Regions from separate parts of the Oryctolagus cuniculus genome. Here region 1 is linked to region 2. A link is a contact called in public Hi-C data. All regions are on one chromosome and are shown on one strand. The core of a region is the stretch at or near the end of the contact, and the rest is flanking DNA. Distances in the headings are between cores, read along the strand shown. Region 1 overlaps NEDD9 (neural precursor cell expressed, developmentally down-regulated 9). Region 2 overlaps LOC103349679.

What was found. Hi-C and Micro-C count contacts between places; a contact is called where the count stands out from the background.
Region 1: a contact with region 2 is called in a Hi-C map of embryonic fibroblasts, with 2.0 times the contacts expected there. The contact joins two enhancer-like sites. A contact is called at or near these places in 2 of 6 Hi-C or Micro-C datasets (embryonic fibroblasts and skin fibroblasts).

What each region holds. Positions count from the first base shown.
Region 1 is chr5:159,340,753-159,344,707 of mOryCun1.1, forward strand. The region is part of intron 2 of NEDD9 (neural precursor cell expressed, developmentally down-regulated 9); the gene reads left to right. Among named protein-coding and RNA genes, the nearest start is that of NEDD9, 140 kb to the left of the region's middle. Within about 2 kb of position 1,634, at least 1 of the 8 cell types and tissues checked has an H3K27ac peak or open chromatin away from gene starts, as enhancers often do.
Region 2 is chr5:159,170,250-159,174,289 of mOryCun1.1, forward strand. It overlaps LOC103349679, which reads left to right. Exons shown (of 9, transcript XR_011388801.1): 7 at 3,016-3,119. Among named protein-coding and RNA genes, the nearest start is that of NEDD9, 27 kb to the right of the region's middle. Within about 2 kb of position 2,167, at least 3 of the 8 cell types and tissues checked have an H3K27ac peak or open chromatin away from gene starts, as enhancers often do.

The DNA of each region.
Region 1 (3,955 bases), core at 384-2,883, 170 kb after region 2:
GACTAGAGGAAGGAGTGCATTGAAGACAACGCACATGGTGAACAATGTCACGAGCTAAGGGGGGGATAAAGGAGTTGGCAGGGAAGTCTCAGCCTTGGCAATGGGGATGGGGGTCTCACTGTGGGGGCTCCCCAGCTGTGCTCTGTAGATCTCAATAGGCCAAATATCAGAAGGCCCACAATGAAGCAGGTACAGAAATTGAGTGAGTGCTTTAAGACTTGGACAGCAATCAGGCAGGGGTCATTTAATCTCAGGGGTCAATTTCATCATCCTGGTTGTCATCATCATCATCATCATCAGGGCTTTTCTTTTTCATTTTATTTTTCTAGTAACATAAACTTCAATACAACAGTCCAGATTGCTGGTTTGGGTGATTGCAGACGAAGTCAGGGGCAGAGGCGGGTGTGGGGACTGAGTGAGAGGCCAGGACTTGGGATCATTGACTCTCTGGCTTCTGCAAGTGAAAGAAAAAACTGGGTTGCAGCTGGGGAAGAGCCAGCAACGGGAAGATTCTGGAGACCTACAGAAAGTATCTGTGGTCTGTGTCCACCCATCCACAAATGTCGAAGTCTGGATATTTCCACGATCTGTGTGGCAGCTAAACCACCAGCAATGACCCAAAGTAACGCCTCTTTTCCACATACGCCACTTTGTAAGACCACTCACACAAAATGTGAAAGAGTTTGCAATGGGATGCAGTCCCACAGCCCTGGAAAGATCTTGTAATACATGCATGTGCCCTCCGTGTCTTTCTACAATGAAATACTGTGGCTTACACCATCTGTCTGGCCTCCAGGGTTCTGAACAAGAAAAATGCATCTGTATTTAGGGTAAGGAAGACCTGAATTCACTTGCTGAGAGCAGAGGGTTTAAGAGTAGGGAGCAGAGAAGAAAGGAGATGGATGGGAAGCTGCATCCCAGATTGGGCTTGAGAGAGGTAAACTGAAAAGGGCAGAATTCTTTTCATAAGGAGGGTGTCCTTTTATTTCTTCCGATGACCAGAACTGCACAGTAGAGAGCCTGTGAACACACAGTTGGTCTTCCATAGCCACAGGGTCCACAGCCACAGGATTAAACAACCACAGACAGAAAATACTCGGGGCAAAAAACAAACAAACAAACAAACTGTATTTGTACTGAATATGTACAGACTTTTTTCTCTGTCTTTATTCTGCAAAAAAAAAAAAAGGCAGTATAACATATACATAGCATTTACATTATATTAGGTTTAACAACTAAACTAGAGCTGATTTGCAGTGTATCAGAGGATTACATAGGTTACGGCAAATACTATGTCATCTATAGAAGGGACTTGAGCACCCATGGGTTTTGGTATCCACAGGGATGCTGGAACCAATCTCTCATGGATGCTGAGAACCGCTGTATGGAGTGATTTTGAGGTGGCAAGTTTGAAAGCTGGGGAACACGTGGCTTCTGTCTTCCAGGGTCAGAAGGGGCTTCACCCTTGCTTCTTGTCATCCTGGCCCCCCCTTCCTAAGACCAGAAGCTCCCAAAGACTGTTTAGAGCATGAGTCATGAGAACCGCAGGCCTTGAAGTTCAAGAAAACCCTTGCGACATCCCCTTGTCTACATCTTCAAGTCTGAAATCACAGGGTGCCAAGACTTCAGCAAATTCAAGGAACTTATACTTAAACATCTGCAAATCTCAGTGGTGTCAGTGAGTGAGACAATGTCTTGTGCTCATCAGCAGGGGCCCTTTCGGTTTTCCCTATAAAGAGGAGAGCCACTCCATAGGTCTCTGCTGCCGTGGGCAGAAATGTGCCGTCCACGTTCAATCTGGCAAGGCAAGAGTGGGTGCTGGTGCCTGTACCGCCACCCAGTCCTGGGCCCGTGCTCTCAAGACATTTCTCTAGCAGACAAAATAAAAGATCGCTGAGAGCTAGCACACTTTGTTTACTTTCTAAAATGAATCAATCTTCAAAAGCTTGGCTTGAACCTCGCAAGGAGTGATGTGTCCCCGCACCACATTCCTCCCATCTCCCCCTTCCACCAGGCTCTACATTGCTCAGATTCCTTCTTCTGGCTCCTCAGCGCCAGCTGGCGGCTGTCTGGGTTGGCCAGACAGGTTCCAGGCCCTGGACTGGGGCCTGCTGGGCATTCACAGCTGATGAGGGACAAGGGGCAAGCTTTCTCTGAAGACTAGGTCACATGGGTTGTTTGGGGACACAAGTGGGAAAAAATGCATCCCCAGCTCCTCAGGAATAGGTGTCCCCATGCCCACAGGAGGGTGGTCATTTGGTGTTTAACCTACTTTTCCTCCTTTCCCATTTTATCCCAGCCTACGTGGGCCCTTGCTGTGATGCTGGGAACCACATGTGAAGGGTGAGTTTCAAAGGCCACTGTGCCCTGGAAAATGACAAAGCTCAGGAGTAGATTGGAAACAGCACATTCAGCCCCAGCCAGGAACTCAGTGCACACTCACTGGCCTGTTCTGCTTATTCCACTGAGCCAAGAGCAGAAAGTGAGACAGAGGGAGGACAGGAGGGACTGCCAAGTTCCATCCCATGACATTTCTTCATGCCGTGTCACATCACACGAAAGCACATCTTTTTTGTTTGTTTTTTAAAGGGTCATTTTATTTATTTGAAAGGCAGAGTGATGGAGACAGAGGAAAAAAAAGAGATCTTCCATCTGTTGGTTCACTCCCCAAATGATTGCAATGGCCGCGGTTAGGCCCAGTCAAGGCCAGTAACCTGGAACCACATCTCCATCTCCCATGGGGGTGACAGGTTACCAAGGACTTGGGCCATCTTCCACTGCTTTTCCAGGCACGTTAGCAGGGAGCTGGATCAGAAGCGAAGTAGCCAGGAGTCCAACTGGCACTCTGATATGAGATGCCAATGTGGCAAGCATTGGTTTAACTCACTATACCACAACTCCAGCCCCCAAGTCTTATAATCCACAAAGTGGAAATATGCACATAGACAGAAGTCAAGAAGACTTTTCCAGGGTTAAGGGTTTATAAAGGAAGAACTTTTCAAATGTAAGGGTATACAAGAGGCCTTCAAAAAGTTCAAGGCTCCAGGCCAAAGCCAGGAGACAAGAAGGCAATACAGATCTCCCATGTGGTGTCAGGAACCTGATTACTTGAGCCATCATCTGCTGCCTCTCAGCATCTGCGTTAGCAGGAAGCTGGAACTTGGAGTAGAGTCAGGACTCAAATCCAGATATTCTAATATGAGATGCAGGAGTCAACCACCAGCCAGAGTCTGTCCCTAAGCTTACCCTTTAGTTCCATTTTTCAAGTACATGTTGAAGTTCTCTTCTGGAAAGGGTTAGCAAGGAGGCAGGCTGTGTTGGCGCTCACTCACTTAATAAGCATTATGCAGCAATACTGTTGTGCTGGGCAGTGCCTCCCGAAAGAAAAGAAGACCATGCTCCGTCCAGTCATGGAATTCCTGTTTATGTGGTCTTGGCAGAGCATCCTGACCTTTGTAAAAGTCCACAATTTCTACCAGCAGAAAAGATCTCCATGACAGGTTCAAGTAACAAGCTGTTTATTTGGACAGACCAAAGCAGGCCACAACAAAACTCCTTATAGCAAGAGCAAACAGCAAACAGGAGGGAAAGGAGGGCACACTGGCCAGGCAGCCTGCACAATTTCACTGTGAACCCCCTTTAGTTCCACTGAACTTCCGGGACACATACCAGGGTGCTTCAAAAAGTTCATGGAAAAATGGATTCAAAGATGAGTTTATTTTAGTACAAAAAAAATTTAAATCCAGGGCCAGCATTGTGGCGTAGTGGGTAAAGCCACTGTTTTCAACACCAGCATCCCATATGGGCTCTGGTTCATGTCCTGGCTGTTCCACTTTTTTTTTTTTTAATTTTTTTTTTGACAGAGTGGACAGTGAGAGAGAGAGAGAGAAAGGTCTTCCTTTGCCGTTGGTTCACCCTCCAATGGCTGCTGCGGCCGGCGCACTGCACTGATCTG
Region 2 (4,040 bases), core at 917-3,416:
TCAACATCATGCTTCTGCAGGGGGCAAGAACTGTAAAATATTTTTACAACATCTTGATGACATCTGTACAAAGAAAGTGTCAGTTGGTGTTAAGGACTATTAAAGCAGTTTGTGGGATATTTGGTGCAGTGGTTAAGATACCCCTTGGGATGCCACATGCAGAGTGGCTGAGTTCAAGTCCCAGCTCCACTCTGCCTTCTGGCTTCCTACTAATGCACACCTGGGAGGCAGAAGTGATGGTTCAGGTAGCTGGGCTCCCGTCACACAAGTGGGAGACCCAGATTAAGTTGATGGCTCCTGGCTTTGGTCCTGCCCAACTTTGGCTGCTGTGGGCATTTGGAGAGTGAACCAGCAGATGAGAGGTCTCTCTCTCTCTGTCTAACTCTCTGCCTTTCAATCACATACATACATACATACAGACAGACATAATTAAATAAATTTAAAGCAGTTTGGAAGTTATTTTTATAAAAGACTCACTATAAGGAGGCATCACAATTAGCTTTAGTATGTGTTCTGTGTACCCCTTTTTGCTTCAAACAAGAACAATGAAATATAAGATATGAATAAATAAGTAAAATGGTAGAAGCATGTTCAAAGCTAAATGAGTGTTTTACATTGGCCAGAAAAGAAAGACAATCATTTAAAAAGAACACTTCCGTGGTTTTTAATGTTTTCACATAGTTGTGCAACCATTGCCACAATCTAATTTTAGAACATGTTCATCACCCCCCAAAGAAATCTTGTGTTCCCTTACAGTCACTAGGCAACCAGTCACTGCCTAAAGGTCATTAGACAACTACACATCTGCTTTTTTTCTCTACACATGTAGTAAAACGAACAACCCTTCACAATGAACATCCAGTCCACGTTCCTTCACTGGTGAGTTCTACTGAACATTTAAAGAAGGATACCAATCCATTATAAATTCTTCCAAAAAATAAAAGTGGAGGAGGCTCTTTCTAAGAAGCCAACATTAACTGATACTAAAACTAGACAAAGGTATCACAAGAAACTTCTATGTAAACTCTGTTACATGAGAGTTTTTGCATCATTCAGCCTCAAAAGTCAAATCTGTAACCAGTGGCAAGAAAGTCTCATGAAAACGTGCGACACTTACAAATGCATATGGCCGCTTAATGGTGGCCACCTTGATTTATCCATATTGACACAGACTGGTGCATGTCCACCAGGGGGAGACAGAAGGAAGAGCTGGTGTAGATTCCCTAGCACTGAACCCTCCACTGCTACACGCAGAAAGCGTGTCAAAGGGTTTGAAGCCCCTCCTCACAGAAGGATTTTCCCTACTTTCATGAATGAAGGCAAGGCCACCCCAATCACAGCTGCTGAATTACACAGTCTCCCTTCAGAGAATCTACTCTCACTCACTCACCAGTAGCCTGAGTTCTCATCACCACTCCATGTCAAAATCCCCAAGACCCTTCATTCACATCAAGCATAGGGAATGATAAAAATATTTTAAAAAATGGTTCCATGTGTGTTTTATCAGAGATCGGAGCTTAAAATTGAATACTGGAAATTGATCACTTCTGTCATCAGACAATGTAGTCAGGAATAATTTAAGGGGTAGGATCATGTGAGTACAGAGGGCCTCTGGATTTTCCTAGTCCCTAGAACCAACATATTTACCAAGAGTGTATTTTAACTAGAATACCAAATTCTAGGCTACTAAAAACATAAAGAAACTAGTACTCCAAGTATGCTGTTTGAGTTGAAATTTGCCCAGGATGTACAAAGAAGAGGACCTGCATGCAAAGTAAACAGGATACATAGAGGAAACGCACCTGCATCCAGGCCCTGCTTCTTAGGAAAAGTAAACTTAATTTCCCTTCCACAGAGAGAAAGATTATTAGAAACTTCAAAAGTGCAGTCTCAGAAACATCTACAAATGACATTAAAACTTCTATTAATTTCAGTTACATGGGACTGCCAAGCAGACTTGCATAATCCCTTAATGGTTTAGAAGACATTTCTAGTATCTGATAAGCAGTCACTCTGAATCACGGGTGTTTGGTTCTATAATCACAGGGGGATGTGTGTGTGGCAAGGCCTCTGAAACCCCATTTCCCTGATTTGCCCTTGAGATTAAGAGCATCCTGCAGACAGCTATTGTGTTTGCTCTGAGACCACGCAGCCCCTTGATTCTCATTGGCACCATCAGGACTAATGCCATTTTAAGACTAAGTCAGGGAGGTCTTCTAATCACGTGTGTATTTCTTATCACAACTTCAGATCTCCGTAACTACCAGTGCTCTAATCCTTCTCCCGCAATGCCATATAAAGTGTTAGTTCTCAACCTTTCATAAAAAAAGGAAAACAGCAGAGGATTGTAGTATACGAAATCTGATGAATCATAAGGGTGAGCTCATGAGCTAAAAATGGGGACAAGTAAAGTCCTAAATGAATGGTGGGAAGGACTTCAGTTCCTACTAATGTCTTCAAGTCACAAAAGCAAAGCAAAGGGCTGATATAAAGGCAAACATGGAGATAGAAGCAGACAGAAAAGTGCTTTCAATAGAGGAATTCTACCAAAACAGCACGGAGACTGTTCATTTTATTTTATTACATAATAAAAAGGAAAAATGGAGATTGTTTCCCCCAAAAGGATCAGTCCAAAGTAGTTTGTGGCATGTGCTATGAACTCATTCACAGAGGAACCAACATACTTTAGAGCTAAGTTGTCTAAAAATAACTTGCTTCATCAGTTCTGGAACATTTTTCCAGTCTTTTGCCAAGAATCCAATAAATGTGCATTGCTTTTTTTTCTTTCAGGCAATTTTAGGAAGCTTTTACGTATCATACTCTTTTGTAAAGAAAATCCATATAGCCAATAGTCTATGAATAAAATAATGTGAGAGTAGCTAAGGAACTAAGGTTCATAAGGCAATTACTTGACTCCCTTTGGCCCAAGACATTAATAAAGATCAGTTAACCCAGATAAGCTACTCTTCAGCTCTCTTGTCTATCCTTAGGTTCCTCCGTATTTCTCTTCTGCAGGGACCTGGTGCTCAGCCTGCCTCTGTGAATCTGACTGTGAATGGGCAAGTGAAAAGAAACCCAGAGACTGCCTGAACTTTCATTCCAGCTCAGAGCTTCTGCAGGTAGCTACCAGGAAATACTTAAATAAAGGGTAGAGTTAGCCAATCTTCCTGAGGCATTAGTGAGTGACATCAAAACACTTCATTAATAAAATATGTCAAATATTTTAAGGAACATGATGTACATGCACTTCTAAGGCAAAACACAGTAGACTTCAAAGATATTTCACAATTATTCCCTTCTAAGTGAGCCTTGTTGGGCTGAGCCTGCAATCATTATGTTCACGTAACATTTGCTTCATTTAGGGGCATATTATTATCAGTATAACAAAACACTCAAGACTGATGGCCATTAGCTACAGGTTTTAATATTAGAATGGACTTTAAACATAATCTGGCCTAATATAAGTATTTTACAAATGAAACTGAGAACAAAGAGAAAAGGTAGAGAATGGTATTGTGTGGGTTTTCCTTTCTCTGCAACGGGGTACAGGGCTAAGGGTTTCCATGCTCTGAGCTATGGACTGTCCTCCAAGCACACCCCCTAGTCTTAGCTTGCACCCTTCCTTTGCTTGCAATGCCTTCTTTTGCTGGGAAAACTTCACTTACTATTCAAGACTCAGCTCATAATCGTCTTCACGGGGAAACCTTCTCCTACCCACCCAGTTGTGGTTAGCTGTCTATTCCCCTGTGCTCTGGTAGATCTTTGAATGTAATTTTGTTTTAGTCACTCTCAATTTTAAATAAATGTAAAACGCCCTTCCAGAACTCCCTCTCCAGTTGTCAGCTTTGCTGGTTTCTTCCCTTTACAATTAACATGCCCAAAGAATTGTATTCATATTCAGAATTTGGTTTTGAAATATTCATTTGAGGTTTTGAAATATTAATTTCACTCCAACTGGCTTCTGATCCCTCCACTTCACTGAAAATTTTCTTGGTAAAGGTATCTATAACTTCTATGCTGCCCAATCCAATGGCTCACTT